3 separate regions of the Sus scrofa genome follow, and regions 1 and 2 are each linked to region 3. A link is a contact called in public Hi-C and HiChIP or PLAC-seq data. All regions are on one chromosome and are shown on one strand. Each heading gives the region's core, a stretch centred on a gene start, on an enhancer-like site or on the middle of the called end of the contact. The rest is flanking DNA. Distances are from core to core; before and after follow the strand shown. Region 1 overlaps TG (thyroglobulin). Region 2 has its middle 19 kb from the start of ST3GAL1. Region 3 overlaps WISP1 (WNT1-inducible-signaling pathway protein 1).

Evidence for each region. Hi-C and Micro-C count contacts between places; a contact is called where the count stands out from the background. HiChIP or PLAC-seq counts read pairs in DNA pulled down with a chosen protein or histone mark.
Region 1: an H3K27ac HiChIP or PLAC-seq map of alveolar macrophages shows a contact between it and region 3. The contact joins two enhancer-like sites. A contact is called at or near these places in 7 of 47 Hi-C or Micro-C datasets (embryonic fibroblasts, fetal skeletal muscle, heart right ventricle and 2 more) and 1 of 2 datasets of contacts at active chromatin or transcription factors (alveolar macrophages).
Region 2: a Hi-C map of retroperitoneal adipose tissue shows a contact between it and region 3, with 3 times the contacts expected there. The contact joins two enhancer-like sites. A contact is called at or near these places in 4 of 5 promoter capture datasets (fetal liver, fetal skeletal muscle and liver), 37 of 47 Hi-C or Micro-C datasets (adipocytes, adipose tissue, alveolar macrophages and 18 more) and 2 of 2 datasets of contacts at active chromatin or transcription factors (alveolar macrophages and skeletal muscle).

What each region holds. Positions count from the first base shown.
Region 1 is chr4:8,257,597-8,260,296 of Sscrofa11.1, forward strand. All of the region lies in intron 39 of TG (thyroglobulin), which reads right to left. Among named protein-coding and RNA genes, the nearest start is that of MIR9795, 18 kb to the right of the region's middle. Within about 2 kb of position 1,420, at least 16 of the 83 cell types and tissues checked have an H3K27ac peak or open chromatin away from gene starts, as enhancers often do. A contact at or near this core is called in alveolar macrophages, where this site is marked.
Region 2 is chr4:7,914,012-7,916,711 of Sscrofa11.1, forward strand. No RefSeq gene overlaps it. Among named protein-coding and RNA genes, the nearest start is that of ST3GAL1, 19 kb to the left of the region's middle. Within about 2 kb of position 1,285, at least 28 of the 83 cell types and tissues checked have an H3K27ac peak or open chromatin away from gene starts, as enhancers often do. A contact at or near this core is called in adipose tissue, alveolar macrophages, retroperitoneal adipose tissue and 1 more, where this site is marked.
Region 3 is chr4:8,088,645-8,091,344 of Sscrofa11.1, forward strand. The region is part of intron 2 of WISP1 (WNT1-inducible-signaling pathway protein 1); the gene reads right to left. Among named protein-coding and RNA genes, the nearest start is that of WISP1, 21 kb to the right of the region's middle. Within about 2 kb of position 1,252, at least 18 of the 83 cell types and tissues checked have an H3K27ac peak or open chromatin away from gene starts, as enhancers often do. A contact at or near this core is called in adipose tissue, alveolar macrophages, retroperitoneal adipose tissue and 1 more, where this site is marked.

The DNA.
Region 1 (2,700 bases), core at 170-2,669, 170 kb after region 3:
GGGCTGATGCTCGGAGTCGCCTGTCTTTTTCCAGACCTGTGTCCTGAGCTGCACTTTCCAAGTATTTAAAATGGAAAGGGGGAGGGGCCAGGAGGTGGAGCGCAGGGAAGTTTCAGGGCAGGCGGTGAAGCAATTCTCGTGAACGGCGGACACGGGTCATGACACGTTTGTACAACACAGAGTGAGCCCCATTGTAGAGCAGGGCTCTAGCCAATAATGACCTATCACTGCGGGCTCAGCAAGGGTAACGACCGTGCTGCAGTGGGGCAGGGTGCTGATGGGAAATAGGCAGGGCAAGAAGCCGTACTTGGGAACTCCGGACTTTCTGCTCAGTTATTCTGTAAACTTAAAACCATTATAGGAGTTCCCTGGTGGCCCAGTAGTTAGAGATTTGACATTGTCACTGTTGTGGCTGGCGTTTGATCCCTGGCCTACGGGATTTCCACATGCCTTGGGTGAGGCCAAAAAAAACCAAATAAACAAAAAAACTCTCTCTCTATTTTAAAAAATTTTTTCAATTAAATTTTTTTTTCCCTTTTAGGGCCGCACCTGTGGCATGGAAGTTTCCAGGCTAGGGGTCGAATCAGAGCTTCAGCTGCCAGCCTACACTACAGCTACAGCAACGCCAGATCTGAACTGCATCTGTGACCTACACTGTAGCTTGCAGCAACACTGGATCCTTAACCCTCTGAGTAAGGCCAGGGATTGAGCCCACATTCTCACAGAGGCTATGTCGGGTCCTTAACCCACTGAGCCACAGTGGGAACTCCTATGTAGATTTTTAAGGGGGAAGGGGATGATGTACTTGTGTCAGAAGTTTACTGGGGGCTTAGCTGAATCGCCCCTGCTCTCTTCTCCCTCCTAAGCGTTCCTTTAGGCTGTGAGTACCATCCCTCTGCTCTGGGCCTTGCCATGGGATACAGGATGCTCTGTGCCAACAGCGGGTGGTAGGCTGTGTCTGCTGTCAGGAAGCCAGTGTTTGTATCCCAGTGCCCCCCACCCTCTAGTTTCTTGACTGAATGATGTTGAATGATGGCTCCCCTAGGGGCTGAACTGCAGGGAGGCTGAAGGCAGAGACGTGAAAGCTCTGGAATGTGGAAAATACCAGGAGGTCTAGGGAATCAAGCAAAGCAAAGCAAAGCTGCTTGTGGCTACAGGAATTTAAAAGGCTGATCCCACACAGAAGAATGAAGGGCGTTCCTAAACATGGTGGGGGGGGCAGCAATATACTTCTGAGTGTTTCATCAGTGGGATTTAATGAACACCAAGGATGCCACTTATAGCTGCTCACAACTGTGGACACAAAGTTCCTTAGCCTCCCTGAGCCTCGGTGTTTCATCAGTGAAATGGCCACGGGGTGCTGATCTGTGCCTTGAGGGTGAAATGATGAAATCCAGGAAAGAGGGCTGCTAACCTTCCTTCCCTCTTTGCTGACAATTTGCTTTAAGGAACAGGCAGTGTTGCAAGTCAGGAGTGAGAAGGACTGGGTGTTCTGGATGTTTCCTTTGCCTCCCCCGACACTTGCCCTGCCGGCAGCAAAAATGAGCCTGCCTTCCCAGAAGCCCACAGAATTCTCAATAAGATGACAGCCCATGACATCACGATCCCACCCCCTCCCAGATGGATGACATATGGAAATGCACTCTCTTCTGTCTGGAAATGCTCTAAGCCTGAGAGTCAGCCATGTCGGTGGAAGGCTCCACCTGAACGAATGCCACGGGGAGGATTCTGAGTTTCACACCATCTCTTTGGCCAAAGGAGCTACTGACTTAACAGACTGTCAGTCGTGTGTTCAAAAAAAGGGAAAGAAAACGCAGGCAGAGCGTGCGGTGCTCCAGCAGTGGCCTCCGCTCCCCTGAAGGAAAATCTGAAATCTGTTCGTCACCCTCATTCCCCTCATTGGCACTCGGCTGCCTTTCGCCTTAACTCGCAGCCTGTTCCAGGTTCCTCATGCAGGCCTGGAATCTTCTATAACACTCAGGGCCTCCTGCCACGTGGCCCACCCAGCCCGCATTCCCCAGCCTTCCCAGACTTCCGCTATGCTGGATGCCTGCCCGGCTCACCCACATTCTAGAGGACTCCATCACTGTGGCCATGCAACCTCCTACCCATCCAGCCATACTCAGCAAGCGACACGCTCCAGGTCTTAGATGAGAACAGACACGAAGTTCAGTGCCTGACCTTGACTCGCAAAGCCCATCACAGCCTCTATACCCTTTCACACGGAGCACCTCAGTTGAGCCTCACCGTCACTTTGGAAGTTGGGTAAAAATTCCCATTTTACAGAGGAGAAAACTGAGACTTGGAGAAAGGAAGGGTTTTGTTCAAGGTCACATGGACAGTCAAGGGCAGAGCCAGCCCTTGGCCTGGTGTGTCTGTCCTCTGCCACGGCTGCCTGACGAGGGACTGCCCTACCACCGCCGTGGGTGCAGTAGGTGCCAGCTGGACATGGAGGGAAAGACATGTGGGCGGGCAAGTGGCGCTGGAACAGGTCCAGGCCTCCGTGCTGCCCTGGGGGTGGTGGGAAAGGTGGAGGCAGTAACCAGGGTGAGAAAGGGCTCCGGACAGGGCGCAGGCCAGGGTTTGCAAGTGCTGCTGGCATTAAAGGGGAGGCAGAGATCGTTATCTATGCAGCCCTCACTCCAATAAATGGCTCTTCCTGCCCCGAGAGCTCTGATGCAGCCCTAGAGTCCCCAGGGC
Region 2 (2,700 bases), core at 35-2,534, 170 kb before region 3:
GGCTGGAAAACCACAAGAGAAAACACACAAGTCCAGGTCAGAAGTAGAAAGATTTGGCACCAGAGAATATTAGGTCCACACCCTCCAGAGAAGGAAGGGCGTTGAGATCTCTGCCACTCAGCCAAGAGAAGTGAGTCAAGGGGGGAAAGCCTGGATGCAGCCGGAAAAGCTCAAACCCGAGCAAATGTCAACTGGCTAAAAAGCTTTGAATGGTGTCCCATTGCAAAGCTGGCCTCAGGCCTGGAACTCTGGGCCTCAGAACTTCACTAGCTTCAGATCTCCCTCTTCTTCTTTTTGGGGGGAAGAGGGGTGGCTTTTAGGGCCATACCCGCAGCATATGGAGGTTCCCAGGCTAGGGGTCCCATCAGAGCTGTAGCCACTGGCCTATGCCACAGCCACAGCATGCCAGATCTGAGCCACATCTGCGACCTACACCACGGCTCATAGCTCAGATCTTTAACCCACTAGGCGAGGCCAGGGATCTAACCAGTGTTTTCATGGAAACTAGTCAGATTCCTTTCTGCTGAGCCACGGTGGGAACTCCCAGACTCTTACTCTTTTTCTGAGACTCATAGCTTTGTAACCTATGTGTTACAAAGCCTGATCTCTTGGAACCTTAGTTTCTTTTCTTTCTTCTTCTTTTTGCTTTTTAGGGCAGCACCCATGGCATAGGGAGGTTCCCAGGCTGGGGGTGAAATTGGAGCTGCAGCTGCTGGCCTACACCACAGCCATAGCAACTTGGGATCCAACCCTCTTCTATGACCTACACCACAGCTCATGGTGACGTCAGATCTTTAACCCCCTGAGCAAGGCCAGGAATCGAACCCACAACCTCAGGGATACTCGCTGGATTCGTTTCTACTGAGCCACAACTGGACCTCTGGAACCTTAGTTTCTCAATCTGTAAAGTGGGTATTAAATGACAGAGTAGCTATAAAGCCAAGAAGGCAGCATCCCAGCCTCTGAGTCCTTTCTGTGTGCCAGGCTTTCGTGATGCATTTTCTCACTTCGTTCTCACAAGAGGCCTAAGGGTGAGATGGCGTTGCCACCTTCGTGGAAGGTCTGGGGCTCAGAGACCTTGGTTACTTGCTGCAGCCACACACTCTGTAAGGGATCAGGAGGATTCAAGGTCAGACCTGGCTCTGTCAGGCTAGTGCTGCGGCCACCAGTAAGCCCTACCTCCCAGTGACTTACAACCGAATAACAAGGTTTGTTCCCTGCAGTGTCACAGTCTGAGGGGTTTGGCAATCTCTCCCTGTGGTGACTTGGGTCCCCTAGCTGTTTTCATCTTGTGCCAACTCCAACTTCAATCGGTGGCCTTCAAGGTCACGGGCAAAGGGAGGGGGGGTGATGACTCACTAATTCTTTTTTTTTGTCTTTTTAGGGCCGTACCCGTGCCAGATGGAGGTTCCCGGGCTAGGGGGAGAATCGGAGCTACAACTGCCGGCCTGCACCACAGCCACAGCAAAGCCAGATCTGAGCCGCGTCTGCGACCTACATCCCGATGGATCCTTATGCCACTGAGCAAGACCAGGCATTGAACCTGCATCCTCGGGTTCATTTCTGCTGAGACGGGAAGTCTGACTCACTCATTCTTAACTCTCTCTGCCTGGAGTTGACACCCATAGCTTCCGCTCAAGGTCCAGGGGCCAGAGCTACCCACGTGGTCCCAACAAGGGGCGGGAGGCTGGGAGATGTGGTGGAGCATCTGGGATTCAGAGGGGCAGTGTCTCCACCCACGTCTTTCCCTGACGTCACCCACATCAAGGAGCTGGCTGGTGAGAGGCCCCCTGGTCCTGCCCTGGTGAGACCCGAGTCTGCCTGGGCCAAGGGCTCCATGCTGTGGGCTCAGGGAATGGCAGACGGACCAGCCCAGACCCTAGGGAGGGACCCCAGCCTAGGCTCCATCAATGCCTCCTGCTATCCGAAGGGCTGCAGTGTGGACCAGGAGCTGGGTGTGTTCCTGTGCTTATTCCCTTCGCCGGGCTCCTTCTGTGCAGATCCTTCTTCCACTGCGGACTCCCCAGTGAAGGCAGGAGCAGCCCTGTGTCCGACGGGGGGATTCTTCTAGAAGCCCTGAAGGAAGGCCTTCAGGTTACACATTCCTCACAGCCAGAGCTCTGTGATGGAAGAGGAGGGAAGGTGGGGGTGGTGGGTCAGGACCAGAAACAATGAGAGAGAAAAGCTGGCTGTCAGGGTTTCATTTAAACTTAGGTTTTCTAAAGAAATCTGAGCCCATAGAATTGTTCCAGAAATAGAGCTGTGACTGCAGGCACGTCCTGGAAACCCGACTTCCTGTTGCACACACGTGGCTTCCCTTTACCAGCTGAGCTTTCCGAATAAAGACGGAAAATGCACGGGCCAGCCTCTCCAGGTCCCGGTTGCGAAAGAGTCAGGCTTCCCCGTCCGATGCACGTAGGCTCGGCGGAGGGTGGGAAGCTGGGAAAGAGCCCAGCTGATCAGGAGATGCCTCTGGGCAGATTCTTCCCAGGGCACCGGGTCCCTGGGAAACCAGGTCCCTGCCCAGGGGGCCAAGGTCCTGCCCCAGCCCTGCCCTTGCCCTCCAGCTCGGCCACCTCTCCTTGCTGGGCTGTGGCGATTGCCTCCCTTCCTGCTGTGGCACTAGCTGGCTGGATGGGGGCAGGACGAACCCTCTGGCCCTCAGGAGAGTCATCTGCTACCCTCTCCGCTTTGGCTGGA
Region 3 (2,700 bases), core at 2-2,501:
CGGCCACAGTCCCTTTCTTGATGTCAGGTGGGCCCTGAGGACAGTGTCTGGAAGCGGAGGCAGAGCGCCTAGGGCAGCAAGAGCGTCCACCCGAGGAGAGTTAGTTTGGCATCTGCAGTCCGCCAGGAGTTGAAGCTTATCTCCTGGCTTCGCCTGAAGGTGGTTAATAATAATAATAATAATAATAATAATCGCTGGAGTTCCCGATGTGGTGCAGTGGGTTATGACACTGACTGCAGCGACTCAGGTCATTGCAGAGGCATGAGTTTGATCCCCAGCCTGGTGCAGTGGGTTAAAGGATCTGGTGTTGCCATAGCTGCAGCATAGGCCACAGCTATGGCTGGGGTTCAGTCCCTGGCCGGGGACCTCCATAGGCCACAGATGCAGCCATTAAAAACAAACAAACAAACAAAAAAATCCCAGAAGTTCCCGTGGTGGCTCAGCCAGTTACAAACACACTATAGTATCCATGAAGATGTGGGTTTGATCCCTGGCCTCACTCGCTGGGTTAAAGGTCCAGTGTTGCCTTGAGCTGTGGTGCAGGTTGCAGATGCAGCTCGGATCTGGTGTTGCTGTGGCTGTGGTGTAGGTCGGCAGCTGCAGCTCTGCTTTGACCCCTAACCTGGGAACTTTGATGTGCTGTGGGTGTGGCCCTAAAAAGACAAAAAAAAAAAAAAAAAAAAGAAGAAAGAAAAAAATCCTTCTAACAGGAGTGAAGGTTCTTGGTCACCCAACCCACTTTATCTTAAGTTTCCTGGCGTTGCTGACTTCGTCATATAAGAAAGCCTTCGCATGCACACGTCATCACCTTCATTCTCACCTAAAGCAACCCCAGTGTCACCGAGGCCGAGTCACGTGCCCAAGGCGACAGAGCTCGACTCAGCAGAGCAGCAGGGGCAGGATCACAGCCTATGGGAATGTTGGGGGTGACCGCTGGTTTTCCTGGGAGGTGATTTTGCCAGAGGAGGTGCAGACAGGAAAGGGGGTGGCACTGCCCATCTGACCTCATGCCAGGCACCACCTGATACATCATCTCGTGTGCTCCTGGCAGTGACCGTAGCGGGGAAGCTTTGTTTTCTTCCTTTGGGGGACAGTGAGCTCAGGGGGGATAGTGATTCATCAGCTCAAGGTCACCCAGCTGGCGACCGATGAAGCTGCACCCCAGGCCCGGGGGAGCTGACTCCAGGGTCCGTTTCCTTCCACCAGACACCAGTGGGGGAGGGGATATAGGAAAACAAAGCGGAGGAAGTGCTGGGTGAATCACTCATCTTTGCTTCATGAGTCACTCCCGGTGGCGCCCTCTGGCTCCAGGGAGCGGGTGCAAGCGGGTGTGTGTGTGTGTGTGTGTGCGCACGCGCGCGCATGTGTGTTGGTGGCGGGAGGGAAGGGACTGTGCCGGAGCCCATCTCTGCCTCTGTGTGTGGAGAAGGAGTGCTGGGTGCCTGGGAGCCCTCAGCACCGTGGTTCTCATCATGGGCCGCCCCATGGCACGGCCAGAGAAGCTCTTTAACATTTTGATGCCCGCATCATGTCCCGGTATATGGGTATAAGGGGGCAGAGCTGGGCTGTGGTGTTTTTATTTGTGTGCCCTTGGTAACTGTCCTGGTGAATCCAGCCTCTCGGCAGAACTGGGAACCTCTGCATCTGAAAAGCTTGGGGTGCGGGTAAGGGATGGATGAATCCGTATGACAGCTGCGGATGGTCTCATCAGCAGACTCTGGTTCCCCTTCCTCATTCGCCTGCTCTCTCACTGATTGAAGGACCAGCTTCTCGCCAGTTTCCTTCACCATCCTGACTGGCAAGTCCAGGCACGCGTTGCTGAGCCTTCCTCTGATTGAGGAACTTCCAGGAATTCAAGTCACCTTGCTGTGTCCTCTGGACATTCACAGCCCTCACCCACCCTCCTGGGGGTCTGTCTGCTGCATGAGAGGAGGGACAGCGGGCCATGCCTTACTGTCACCCCGTCTTGTATTATCACGAACCTGTGTTCATGGAGGGAATGGATGGATGGATGGATGGACGGATGGTAGGGTGAGTCCTACCCTGCACTGGGCCTCTGCTCTGTATCAGGCACTCAGCTTCCCACACACCCAAGGAGGTAGGCATTATTTGTTGCATTTTCCTTGATGAGGAAGCTGACACTTAAAAAGGTTAAGCAGCCTTCCTAAAACCATTGTGCTAGTTAGTGATGACACTGGGGTTCCAGCTCAGGTTGTCTAGCTCCCAACAACATGCATGAATTGTCTACTCCATCCGACTGGGGAGTCTGAGCTTAGAAGCAGAACCTGCTCCCAAATTGTGCGGATGATGGGGACTGGGCTAAGGTGACCTCTACAGAGGACAATTGAGGCAAACGAGGCAGTCACCACGAGCAGCCAGTCACATTTTAGGCCCTACTGAAATCTTTTGTTTAAGTCCAACCACCACGCAAGGCTGGTTAGATCAAGCTCCTTACGTGACGTGCCCAAGGTCACGTAACCAGCGAGGGGCAGAGCCAGGGTTCCAAACCCAAGTCCATCTGCCTGTACATTTCACAGTCCTTCCAGCAAACCACACTGCCTTCCAGCCTGACCCCTCTGCACTGAATGCAGAATCCTGTTTGTACAACCAAAATAGCCAAACAGTCCAATTCAGAGGTCACTCTCTGCCCACAGATGTATTTAGTTTGGCCCACAGAGTGTTTTTCAAAAAATTTTTGAA